Regions from separate parts of the Zea mays genome. Here region 1 is linked to region 2. A link is a contact called in public Hi-C data. All regions are on one chromosome and are shown on one strand. Each heading gives the region's core, a stretch centred on a gene start, on an enhancer-like site or on the middle of the called end of the contact. The rest is flanking DNA. Distances are from core to core; before and after follow the strand shown. Region 1 has its middle 63 kb from the start of LOC100193383. Region 2 holds the start of LOC100193383.

Region 1 (7,198 bases), core at 3,559-6,058, 64 kb after region 2:
CTTCGGACTGCTCTCGGAAGTCCCTTTGGTGTGGAGCATACTGGCTCCCTTCTGGCTGCTGTCCTTGCTGTAATGGAGGTGGAGGTGGAGGTTGTTGCCAAAAAGCTTGAGATTGACTCGCCGAAGCAACGGAAACTGCAGGGTGGTTGCCCACATACTCTGGAATGTAGGGCGAGTGATACGAAGCTATATGCATGACCTGCTTCGGCTGAGCTTGTTGTGCTGTGGCTTCGGCTATTTCCTTTTGCTTCTGGATGGTAACGTGACACATCCTGGTAGTATGGCCCTTGTTTTCACCACAGAATAAGCAAAAGATTCTTCTCTGTTGATCGCCAAATCTTCCTCCGAAGCCCCTGGCACCTCTGCCTCTTGGAGCTGGTGGTCGGAAGGGAGCTTGCTGTTGCCCCGAAGCCTGTGAGGAATATTGTGGCCTTTGCTGTTGGCTCCCCTTATCATCACTTTGTGTAGAGTTGTGAATTGATCTTACGTGCCTCGGGTAAAACTTCCCTCCGAAGCCCCTGGTCATTTCAGAAAACCTGAAAGTCTCCTCCCTTCTCTGGCGAAAATCATTATCGGCCCGAATGTACTCGTCCATCTTCTGGAGCAGCTTCTCTAAAGTTTGAGGGGGCTTCCTAGCGAAGTACTGAGCTGATGGACCTGGCCGAAGCCCCTTGATCATGGCCTCGATGACAATTTCATTGGGCACCGTTGGTGCCTGTGCCCTCAAACGCAAGAACCTTCGGACATACGCCTGAAGGTACTCTTCGTGATCCTGGGTGCACTGGAACAGAGCCTGAGCAGTGACTGGCTTCGTCTGAAATCCTTGAAAGCTGGTTAACAACAAGTCCTTCAGCTTCTGCCATGAAGTGATCGTTCCTGGTCGAAGGGAGGAGTACCAGGTTTGAGCAACACTCCTGACAGCCATGACAAAAGATTTGGCCATGACTGAAGCATTGCCACCATATGAAGATACTGTTGCTTCGTAGCTCATCAAAAACTGCTTCGGGTCCGAGTGACCATCGAATATGGGAAGCTGAGGTGGCTTGTAAGACGGAGGCCAAGGTGTAGCCTGCAGCTCAGCGGACAGAGGAGAAGCATCATCAAAAACAAAATTTCCATGATGGAAATTGTCATACCAGTCATCTTCGTTGGGAAAACCCTCCTGATGAAGATCTTGGTGCTGAGGCCTTCGGTGCTGCTCATCCTGAGCAAGATGACGAACTTCTTCAGAGGCTTCGTCTATCTGCCTCTGCAGTTCAGCCAGCCTGGCCATCTTTTCCTTCTTCCTCTGTACTTCTTGATGAAGCATCTCCATATTTCTGATTTCTTGATCTATCTCGTCCTCTGGTGGTGTTGGGCTGACAGCCTTCCTTTTCTGGCTTCGGGCCTCCCGCAGGGAGACTGTCTCCTGATTGTGGTCCAGTGGTTGCAGAGCTGCAGCCCCAGTCGCTGAAGCTTTCTTCGGCGCCATAACGAAGGTTTATGATCGCCGAAGGTGTTCAAAAAATCCAGAGTGGAAGTGAGTTCACCGGAGGTGGGCGCCAATGTTGGGGACTTGTTCTCAAATGCTTCAAGAACAAGGCAACACAGAAAATGTTGATCGGTTAAGTCCTTCGTCCTACGAAGCATTATTTCCCTTGGGATATAATGATTTTCGGACGAAGGTCACAAAGGGCGAACCATTATAAATGCATTACATATTAACGAAGAATGAATTACGAGAAACATAAAGAATTACGTAGATCATCATATATCATTATTATATATAAATAAAAATAACATTGGATTACAGATGTACCTTCAATTTGAAGGAAATGAAAGTACAAGCGTGACGCAAAAGTGAACACCAAGTCAGCGTGAACAGTACGGGGGTACTGTTCACCTATTTATAGGCACGGGGTACAACCCATACAAAATTACATACATGCCCTTTACATTTGGTGATAATTCTATAGCAATCTATCGAGGTTTAAATGACCTTTTCATCTTTAAGTCGGTTCCCTTTTCTGCGAACATGCCGAAGCTTTCCTGCTTCACAGCTTCGGCGCTGTGTCAACCTTCGTATCTTTTGAGCTTCTCCCTTTCTGATACGAGTCCGAAGATACCTGCTCACACATTATACTCTAAAAACACTGTTAAATCATGTTTTTAAGGACCTTCGGAAGCCGAAGGCCCCCAACACTGGTGATCCGTGGTAACGTAGTTCTCAACAGTATGTACATCAACGCGCACCCACCGACAGGCGCGCGCCACCAGCCGTCATCAGTCATCATCAGCACCACCACCCAATCTGAACGAGACGAGCGCAGGCAGGACACCGAGCTGGCCCCAACTCCCGTCGATTTCTATCGGCAGGTGACGCCGACCTGGTCGTCTCGTCTGGCTCACGTTGGTGGCGCCATCCGATCTGCCTGTGATTGTAGGGGTCTGTTTGGGAGACAGAAAAACTAAAGAAGATTGGAGAGAATAAATTCTTCTTCTTATTCAATTTTGAATAAAAAATGATTTTATTTCTTCCTAACTACTCCGGTTTTGTGGTTTCAAACTATGTCCTAGATGTTAAAACGGCCTGCATTGCATGCCCATCCATCTATACCCGCGACGCGAACCGCTGAGAGCGATTTGAATGCAACAAGATGCTCGGCCCATGGGCCGTGGGATTCTGGCCCGATCGGCCGAATACGCGTTCGCGTGGGCGCCCGCCCGCGTGTGAAAACATGATCCGTGTGCTGTGCTGCCTGTGTTGGAAATGGAGTCACGCCTGTGGAGAGCACATCGCGCCATGCCGTGCGTTCCGTTTGCCCACGGCGGTCGGGCAAGCAAACTATAGGCCCTGTTTGGCACAGCTTATTTTCAGCTTCTTCACAAATTTAAGCAGAAGTTCTGCCAAACAGCTAGCTTTTGCAGCAGCTTATCAGTTCAGCTGCTTCTCAGAATACACTAAAAGCAGCCAACAAGCAGAAGCTGCTTTTCACCAGCTTATCAGATAAGCTGCTTTTTCAACAAGCAGCAGCTGTGCCAAACAGGGCCATAAGCTGGCCCAAACTGTCCGCGGTGACTGGTTGGTGGTGGGCGTCGTGTTGTGTTGTGTTGTGGTCGGGCAAGCACCAGCTCGCTGCGGACGATCATAGTTTATGTTGCTGCCGTCAAAGACCACGAGTTGGGTTGGGTGCACCGTTGCCGACGTTACGGTCCGTCGTTGCCCGCAGTCGTCGACCGGCTTTTTGCATTTTAACCCTTCATCGAAAACAATATCACGTTTGGACCCTAGAAAATTTTAATGTTATTTTTAGACCCTTTGCTCGGCGCCATAGCCTATGGCGCCGAGGTAACACAGCTCGGCGCCATAGGCTATAGCGCTGAGGTAGGTGCTGCGCTGGCCCAAACGGACGACGTGGCGCCGACGTGGTACCGAGCTCGGCGTCATAGATCTTGGCGCCGAGCTCGTTTCTGTACACAAAGGTCGTCTAGCTCAGTTGGTAGAGCGTAAAGCTCTTAACCTTGTGGTTATGGGTTCGAGCCCCACGGTGGGTGTTTTTTGTCTTTGTCACTAATTTTTTTTGTTGTCCCAATTTTTTGTTTATGTCGTTGATTTGTCCGTCCAAATTTATTTCTCATCCTGTTTTTTTGTTTTTGTGACTGATTTGTTTATTCATCCAGATATTTTTTTTGTTTATCCGGTAAAAAGAAGCACAAATATTCATGAATTGACTATCCTATACGATGGCCTATTTGAAATGCAAGATTATTATATAAATTAATACATGAATTTTGTAGTCTCACCAGTTTGATTTTATACAAAAGCACGTGAAGAAAAAAAACCTGAATATTTCTACAGATAAGCCTGTATTCTATAATCCGAATATGAGTACATATATATTCCAACGTTGTGGATGCGTCAAGGTTTAGATACTTGAATATTTCTGGAATAACGAAATGTGAGTGGCTGAACAGTGACAGGTATTTCATTCTTGTGTTTTCAGTAGGCCGCTTAATGCTCCTAATGAGAACACGGAACTCCTCTGGCAAATACAGCTGCCGGATAGTATACTTTGGAAGTTTCTCCAAAATAATTGCTTCCTAGTTTATGACACAGATAGCTGCATTTTTATACGAATTCCTGGCAAACCAGTGTTTCATGGCATAGAAGTTCTGAGCGTCAGTTAGGATATGAAAAGCAAAGTAGCTTGGCTCCTGAAAAACAAAAAAATATCTAGATGAATAAACAAATCAGTCAAAAAACAAAAAAACAGGATGAGAAATAAATTTGGACGGACAAATCAGCGACATAAACAAAAAATCTGGACAACAAAAAACAAATCAGTGACAAAGACAAAAAAGAACACCCACCGTGGGGCTCGAACCCACAACCACAAAGTTAAAAGCCTTACGCTCTACCAACTGAACTAGACGACCTTTGTGTACAGAATCAAGCTCGGCGCCAAGATTGGTATCACGTCGGCGCCACGTTGTCCGTTTGGGCCAGCGCAGCACCTACCTCGGCGCCATAGCCTATGACGCCGAGCAAAGGGTCCAAAAATGACATTAAAATTTTCTAGGGTCCAAACGTGATATTGTTTTCGATGTAGGGTTAAAATGCAAAAAAATCGGTTCGTTCGGCAGCTCCGTGTCCGAGCTCAACCTGCAGACCGACAGCGGGCAGGCAGGAACAGAACAGGGCGGCGAGGAATTGAGGGCGGATGCGGCGATACCGAAAACCGCTGTGCGAGTGCGACCACCAGCCAGCCCACCATGCACCTCGTAGTTATCGCCAAAAAAGACAAGGCAGCTGACAGGACATGGGCTGGGTTGGCCTCACCCGGAGGAAACGAAGCATCACGTCTACTCCTCGTCTCCTCCTTGACGACGCGTCTCGACCGGGTGCGACACCTTCGCACAGATTTTTACTACTATTACAGCATCGCGGCCGCGGATGGATGGATGGATTGCTGCCATTTCCTGTTGCATTTGCACATGCTCGTGGACGGTTGCTTGCTCGCTCGCTCGCTCGCAGCGCAGTCTCTCGCCGAGGAGATTCGAAAAAGGCCCGCCCGCCGCACGAACACAGACGGTGCCTGCACTGTTACTGCAGCGGTCGTGTATACTCTCGTGAAGCCATGCATGGAGGATTTTGAAAGGCCCGAAGAAGTACAGTATGTTAATTTTGCCCACCCCACCCCGCCTGACCCGAATGCGAGTGTTGACCGTTGACGAACAGACGAACACTGCTCCATGGACTTGGACTGTTGGAGGAGTGACCATGCATTGCATTTGCATAAAAGTTCGATCCAATCCACACAGCCAGTGACGCGGTGACACGGAGGCACGTACCACGGTACCAGCGCCAGCAGTACAGGCAGAGGTGACGCTAGATACGTACCTGGCTGTACCGTAGCCATACGTCTGAGAGGTCACGCTAGATACGTACCAGTACCGCAGGCCGCAGCACAGCACAGCGCGGCAGAGGACCAGAGATAAACGTCGTACTACGAGGGCCGCGCCCTGGAACTGACGGATCGTAGTATCCTTTCCCTGGGAGGGAGAGCACCGGGCTGGCACATGAATGCGACAAACGGAGCCGGCTCAGGAACAAAAGAAAATGGCGTCTCAGATCGGCGCTAGCTGCTATTGCGAGACACAGTAAAAAAAAGCAAAGAGGAGACCTTCGGTGTTGACAGATCCTTCGGTCTTGCAGTACACGCAGAAACAAAATGAAATGCCACACGAAAAGGTATAGAGGAGCGGGAGCTCTGTATTTCAGATCCAGCGACTGTTGGGGTTACCAATGGCAACAGGCAACATTTTTTTTTTCTCTCAGTCGTGTTCGTTACTCATCAACAACGCAACAACAATGACACTGTCTTCACGGTATCCACACGCGCGGTGATAAAAACGCTACGATGTCAGCTTGTAAGCAGCACACAGTAGGGAGAGGAGTGACGACGACGGCTTGGGTGTATGCTACGATGTTACACTGTCTTCACGGTAACTGGCAACATCTATACTATAAAAAATACGATTAATGAATAATCTTATGAGATTTATTTGATACCATAAATCTGATTGTTTTATTGTATAAATCCGATCAAACTTAAGACGTTTTTATTTAAAAAAACAGGGATGCATTTTAATTTGGTAAAGGGAGTAAAAAACATCAGTTATGGACGAGCGAGAAAATTTTGTGCACATGATGCTGCAATGCAAAAATATACAAATGTCAGTAGTATCAAGTAGGTGTTGTCTGGTAGTAGTTGGCTCCCCCCTCCAAAAAAAAACTCCTTCCATCTCATGACTCATGGACAGTGCACAAACTCTCAAGTAACGGGACCCAGGCTCCATGCTTGCCTCCGTTCTGGCTCAGGTACACTGTCACCCCGGTCACACCCACCCCAATCGGTGATCCATCGATTAACCATTAAAGCCGATGATCACACTGGGACCCCGCGCCCATGCATGCACACTGCACAAACACACGCCGAGACACGGACACGGACACGGCAGTGCGTGGCCTGCCATGCCTGCCTCGGAGGTCGCGTCATGGGCTCGACCGGAAACTCGGGCTCCTCTGCTCCACGCGACCACGCCTCTCTCTCTCTCTCTCTCTCTCTCTCTCTCTCTCTCTCTCTCTCTCTCTCTCAGAGATCTTGGTCGACGTCCGTCGTCGTCGCAGCAGCGCCACGGTGGTGATCATTCTACGCCGCCCGAACAAACGTGTGTGCCGGCGCCAGGCTCCCCCTCGTGGCGGTGTCTACATGCTGTCTCTGTCTCTGACCGCCACTAACTCGGCGGGCCCTTTCCCTCTCTGCCACGAGCCCACGAGGAAGGAAGGCGCCAATGGCCGCCGGCCTGGCTGTGGGAGTGGGACAGGGAAAACACAGGGCGACCCCGCCGGCCGCTGTGCATGCGCTCATGGGGCTCATGGCCGGACGGACGCTGCGTCGCTGCGTGCGACAGCGTCCCCCTGTGAGGCTAGAGTAGACTAGAGTGACTGCGACCGCCCGAGCGCCGCTCCGGCCAATGCGCGCGCACGGTGGTGCGTGCAGTGCCAGTAGCATGCAGCCAGCTAGCGCTAGCGCTGCGCGACGTCCGTGACCGGCCGGCCGGTCGCTGAGGCACGGGCGGTGGTGCGCCGGGAAGACAGATAGACACCAAGATCTACCGCTCAGCACAGTCTGCGCTTGTGGGCGTTCAGGCTCAA
Region 2 (6,614 bases), core at 1,001-3,500:
CTCAGCTCCACCCCTTTTTTATTCCTGAAAAACAAAAGGAGAACAGGATGTGAATAAAATGATGTGAGGCCATGGAGAAAGCATCGCAAGTAACAGCAGAAACAGGGGTAGCGCAATAGGGTGTGAACAAAATGATGAGGCCACTGAGAAAGCATTGCAAGTGACAGGGGGGTGGCGGGCTGCTAGGATTCAAGGAAGTGTAGGCTGTCATGATAAGCTATTCAAAACATGATCAAGTCCTATGTGTCACCGTTATCCTTAATGCCTATGCCTTATATACCTGCTACCGTTTTTTCTTTAACAAGTGACACTTGCCAGCATCTTAATCATAAGGTAACACTTGCAAGAGATTGTAATACTACTACTTGCCATGAAATTGAGATTTAGAACAACTAATCCACCAAGATCCGCAGTTCACTTCAAGTTACACAAAAAAAAAAGTAGTGGAGGTAAAAACTGATGGTGTGATATAACCTGCTCTAAGCTGCTAAGATAAACTTTCTACTACTAATTAAGTTAAAGCTTGCACTTCATAAAAAAAGTTGATAGTTTTATGTTACAGCCGTCGTTGTCAACCTCCACTACCATGCAGTCCGTCTGGGATTCAACTAGCAAGTAAGTCTTCTACAGGCTACTGCGATTTTTTTTTTCAGAATGGAGCCGGGATAGTGACAGAACATAAAAGAAAGATATGTTTTGAGCTTCCTAAGATTGGAATAGGACACCTAAGCTGGATAGATGATCAAGGGCAGTATCCCTGGGGACAGAAAAAAATTCTAGGACTTAGCTTCTACATCATATCCTGCATGTCTCACAATTGGGTTACTTGTATGAAGACTATCAAACTATCATTTGTTATCAAAAAAACCCCGAACAACTTCTGAAGTCGAAGTATATAGTCTAGGCTGGTTAAGATGTAAGTATGGGTTGAAATGCTGGTGTTAACAAACTAAACACAACTGTATGATGTTGTTGACATTGACAAGGACATAACTCAAAATGGAATGCACTACTAATGGAAAGCACAAATTGGAAACTATGATGTGTCCTATATATGGTATACCTTGTTCACAAAAAAAGGAGAGTTCCCAGCAGATTGTTCAGTAATAAAGTGAACCTGAAAGTGCAGTCTAGCAAGTGAGTACATATGCATCCCATGTATACTCAGGATAATACACAACTTAATGCAATGATACCTTGCCACCAATCACCTCTAGTAGCAGAGCCATCCGACTTGTCCTCCTTGTACTGGATTTAAAATTCAAAAGAAACATTAGACTTCAGTGCTCCAAATGGTATATTGGTATGTATTACTTATATATAAAAAAGGTTCTACGTACTTTTGTCTGGGGTTCATTGGCTGGCTGCTTCTGTAACGTGCTGCTGTAGAATTCCCGACCACCGTAATGCACGGACGAACCGAAGTAAGGGGATTCTGACGAGTCATTTGGATAAGCATGTTTTCCATCCTTGTAAGTAGGGCGGCCGTGTGATTTGCCATCTGACCATGAATTTAAACTTTCATACTTACATCAAATGCTCCAGATTAATGCTAAGCTAAGATGGTAAAAAAAGGTTCTAAGTATCGCTTTGCTTGTGAACACAACCTAAATCGAAGAGAAATATATCAAATAGACAGGAGTACCCAGAACTACCTGTAATGCCACTGCCATTCTGCCCTCTGGAGCTCTGCTTGTTCAGCATCGTGTACAGGTCGGCCTGCTTTGCGTCATTTGCGCTCCCCTTGAATGCAAAACAGAAGCCACAGTGTCAGCGTCATATCCAAATAGATTTTACAGAATCATATAGCTCCCTCTGTTATCAAAATTATCCCTCATCATCAGACTTAAATTGAGAAAAAAAACGTTGAGCTCACTCCGCAAATCGTAACATAGTAACGGACTCATCAGCAAATCGCACCAATTCACTAACCACGAAAAAGATCCCTAAGACCCCAAGAATCCATCAGAACGATGGTGTGAAGAGACGGCCCCGTACCGCAGGCGACGCGGAGAAGACGGTGCTGAAGTACCCGTTAGCCGGCGGCGGCGCCGCGGCTCCGGCAGCGGCGGGACCCGACTTCTTCGCCTCCATATGTAGGGTCGTTTTCGGCGTTAGCGGCTTCGCGAGATGGGCTTAGACTCTAGAGAGGATGGAGCCGTGAACACTTGAGGCGGAGAAGAGGTAAGTCACGTGAAGTGGTCGTTGTAGGCGGCGGCGGCGCGGAAGGAAGCAGTTGGTTGTTCGCCTCGTGGCGTCCTGCTCCGGCCAACATCTGTGCCGGCATTTAAAGGCCTCGACGGAGCCCGGTATCGCTATTTCCTAGATCTTAAGGGGGCTGGATGGAGAAAATTGTGTTTCGCTTTCATCCTCCTGCAGACTTGGCAGAGTGCAATAGTGCATAGCTAGGGGATGTACACGCTTTTGAGGGGGTTTTAAGAGTTTATAAGTGAAAAAAAAGATGGACTCTCTTTATATGACTCTTTATACATAATGTTTTTAATTGTATTTATGATTTAGTGGATCAGAATTATATCATATAGTCTCTTAGCTGTCTTTTGTAGTTGAAAAACCGAACCACCGTTTTAGAATTGTACATACTCTTAAGCGGTTGATAATACTCGCGAAATTTCAAGGACGACTCTGAATTCAAGCCTTGGCCTCCATTAGAAAGAAGTCATTTTAGCGACATTTAGGAAGTATTTAGTTCAACAGACAAAAGTTTAGATTGTGTTAAATCAAATATTTGGATATCAAGTATAAGTATTACATATAGTCTTAGTTAGGATTAATATATTTATTTCGTCTTTTAGTCTTTATTTATGTAATTATTTTTATAATTAGACTATATGTAAGACTCAACTATCATCGATGTAATAGGACTAAACTTTATTTGAGTGGAACCAAACATCGTGGCTGCCATCAATAGTTTAGTTGGTTATCTTGTTAGTGTATTCAGGAGAGAAGCCATTTTACGATCTATATTTATGTCAAATAGTACTGGTATTGGGTTGGTGGATGGTGGTACTTCTCTATCATAGAGACATGTATGAAAATAGATACCCCTTGCTAGCTTTTATTTAACCTTTTTTGTCATCTTATCTAAAATGGTTGCTCTCTATGTCTTCCCTGTTGGATACACTAGCTATCTTGCTTTTAGCTGCCCCTTTAGCTGGCATGTCGTTATAGTACCTATGTGTCATTTGTTTCCCAAACTAGTTTCATTTTTTAGACTCACTCATGTTGTTATAGGAATTAATAAAAAAACATAGAAATAAATTATTGGTAACACAAGTTCGAATATCATAACTATAGATAATTTTTTTACTGTACTTAAGTATGGGCCCCTCGACTCGATCGCCCTGGTCTAGCTCGCCAAAAAAACCTAACCCAAACAATATGATGGGCGGGAATAGACCATACGTTTTGGCCCGCAACAATCCATGGCATAGATACAATCCATGATTTTTTATCCAAAACACGACCTAACCGAAAACACGACCCAAAGCAAAAAAAAAACGACTCGACGACGCGTTCCACAGGAAGGCACAGACCAACCTGACCCAACCCGACACTATATACGAATTAATTGTGGACTGTGCCAAACAATCTATAACCTGGCCTTGATACAACTCTACCTGATGTTCAGTCTACTTTTGACAAATGTCATCCCCGCCAAATTACAACTCAAAGGTGAAAACCTTATGGAAAAGATAATCTAAACCCGAACTACTGCATTTGTTCCAAATTGATTCTGTAGTAAGTTAAATTTTTGTGATTTTGATTAAGTTTTTTCTTAAAATTATGTTAACATCTATACTTTAATTAAATGCAATTTCAAAATGTATTTAATACATAACATAATTTATTGAAACAATTGATGTTACAAACGATGGTGTCTTTCCAGTGAACTTGTAAACTTTTAAAAACTAAAATTATTTATAAAGTTAAAATAAATTATAATTTAGAATAGAGGCATCAGTAGAAAAATAACATCCACGTGATGGATGGTAGGCCATTCATCAGATCAAGTTCTGTTTACCTTCCCGCTTTATACAAAAATAAAATAAATTATGCACAAGTAAAGATTCGAAAATTATCTAATCAATAAAACACATATATTTTTATGTTATATTAAAAAACAATATTTATATAATATATAAAAAACATAGCAATGCACAGGGATATGACTAATATTTTCTTTATTATTAAATTTAGGTTGGTTTGTATAGTGTTATGCAAACAAAAAAATAGATAAATTTACGTAAAATCTAGAAGATATCACTTTGACTAGTATTTCTTCCGTTTCGTTTTAGTTGTCGCTAGATAGTGCAAAATTAAACTATCCAGCGACAACTAAAAAGAAACGGAGGGGTAACCTTTTTAGAAATGCATTATCTAAACTTAAAAATATATATTATGAAAGTATTCTAAACTTTATACAGGTGGTCTATATAAATTTTATAGATGTTATTAATCAAAGGAAAAGGTTCGCTTTCGAGGTAAGGAGAAAGTATTCACATTTACTTGCATTATTGTACATTCCCTGAATCCCTTACTCAGCTTCACAGTGAACGGCGACACCTGCAATTTACACAACAGTAGCACTTCACGACTCACCAGTCGCCAAAAATGTGTACGTGTTGACTGAACAGGTTCGTAAGTACCGTCATATCTTCCAAACTATACATATCTTTTCACATCCTTCTATTTCTATGCGTATCCAAAAGGAGGTGCTCCATCTAACGAGCATCACCGCACTAGCTCATGCCATTTGCCACCAGCACAAGATGCTCATTCCAGATCATCTAGAATCACTTCGATGGAGAGCGCATCACAAGCTGAAAAACAATTATTCATCAATCATCAACATTGACCGATTCCGGTTTGACTTATTTTGCAAATTATCTACCTGCATTGACCCATATATATAAAAAGACCAATAATATCACCTACGCGAGAACCATCCAATTAACCACACTGAGATCTTGTTTAGAGTGGCTTATCAGGCTATTTAGAGCGTGTTTAGTTTGTAGAGACTAATTTTTAGTCCCTCTGTTTTACTTTATTGTAGTCTCTAAATTACCAAATACGGAAACTAAAATATAGTTTTATTTTCGTATTTAATAATTTAGACACTAAAATAGATTAAAATAAAAAGATTAAAAATTAGTCTCTAGAAACCTAACACTTTATAATCTAGCTAGGGACTGTTTAGATTCTATGGTCTAAAGATTTATCCTACAAAGTTGAAAACTAAAAATTTAGACACTTGCACGGTCTAAATTTTCTAAAAAATTAGCTAAACATTATAAAAAAGAAATTCCAGTTTTTTTTTATTTATTAGCCTCAGAAATTAAATCGGTCTACGGGATTCAGAATTTAGAATCTAATCAGTGCCTTAAAAGTTGTTCTCCTTTCTGAAAAGGAAGCAAATCTAGTTCCCGGAGGACTGATTAGTAGACAGGCAAAATTATTCACGTGGCCTTGCTTTTTTCTTCCAGCCACACCACACCATCATCGCAGCAGTGTCTCAGAGCATCCAAAGCATTTATCTTCTACGAAGAGGTGCGTGGACCGGCCCGAACAGAGATGGTTCTTTTTTCTTGAGCGGGTCGCCGGGTCCTATATCTATATTTTAATTAGTTGGTGTATATCTAATTGCATTCTTTTTTGATAATATCGAGAGCCTAGAGCTGCGTTCATTTATGGACAAAGGTTTTTTTTCCTCCGTTCTAGAATATAATGCATTATGACATCTAAATAGTATTTAAATATAAGGCATCCTATATGGTATTCTTGCTCAAATTTGGCAATATTTGTTAAAAAGAAAACACAATTTGAAGGAAACACTCTATTTCAGTTTAGCCATGGATACATGAGTCATTTGACATTACATTAAGTTGCCTTATAGAGCTTATAGAGAATTTATTGCACGATGAAGGAGCCAAGTTTGACTGTTTGAGCTAGACCAAACGCGTAGTATTTCCGTTTTAGGACTAGTTTGGAAACTCTATTTTTCTAAGAGATTCATATTTTTCCAAGAAAAAATAAACTGAAAAAATAACTAATTTCACTTGAAACAATAGAGTTTTTAAATTAGCCCTTAGTTTTTATAGTAAATAAACTATGGGTGTGCTTTTAAATAAGTATCCCGATTGTAGGAGCTTCTCGAGATTTTTCGGTGCCTACATGTTTCCTTTCTCGGCTCTATTCACCTCCCCACCACAACTCCGTCCTCACCGGTGATGTCGTGGCTTTTACCAAAATGTTGATTTAAAGGACCAAGCTCCCCAAGAGAGATGTAGAGAGGTAGAAATAGGATAACAAAAAATTCTAGCATAAATGACACCTATCGCTTATCCCATTTTACCCATGTGCCTAAAGAAGCACTTCTAGTCTAGCGCACAAAAGTTTTATAGCCTAGTTCAAACCCTATTTTACATGGCAATTCTAAAAAAAGTAATTGTGTAAAAATAATATTCAAAGTAAAGGAGAAGGATTAGAAATACGTCAGTGTTATTTTTCCATAACATTTGAGAGTCGACAGTTTCTACTAGTCATTGTTAAATCATTTCATAAAGTATTTCTGGACAATGACAAAGTGGTCTCTA

Evidence for each region. A called contact is a pair of places that touch in the nucleus more often than the background predicts.
Region 1: a contact with region 2 is called in a Hi-C map of endosperm, with 2.2 times the contacts expected there. The contact joins the enhancer-like site here to the promoter of LOC100193383 in region 2. A contact is called at or near these places in 4 of 25 Hi-C or Micro-C datasets (bundle sheath, endosperm, leaf and 1 more).

What each region holds. Positions count from the first base shown.
Region 1 is chr6:162,112,148-162,119,345 of Zm-B73-REFERENCE-NAM-5.0, forward strand. No RefSeq gene overlaps it. Among protein-coding and RNA genes, the nearest start is that of LOC100193383, 63 kb to the left of the region's middle. Within about 2 kb of position 4,809, at least 16 of the 20 cell types and tissues checked have an H3K27ac peak or open chromatin away from gene starts, as enhancers often do. A contact at or near this core is called in endosperm and tassel, where this site is marked.
Region 2 is chr6:162,050,564-162,057,177 of Zm-B73-REFERENCE-NAM-5.0, forward strand. LOC100193383 reads right to left here and starts at 2,251. Exons shown (of 6, transcript NM_001138512.1): 1 at 1,999-2,251; 2 at 1,656-1,743; 3 at 1,341-1,501; 4 at 1,197-1,248; 5 at 1,064-1,117; 6 at 1-24. The coding sequence starts at 2,094. The coding sequence ends at 1,101.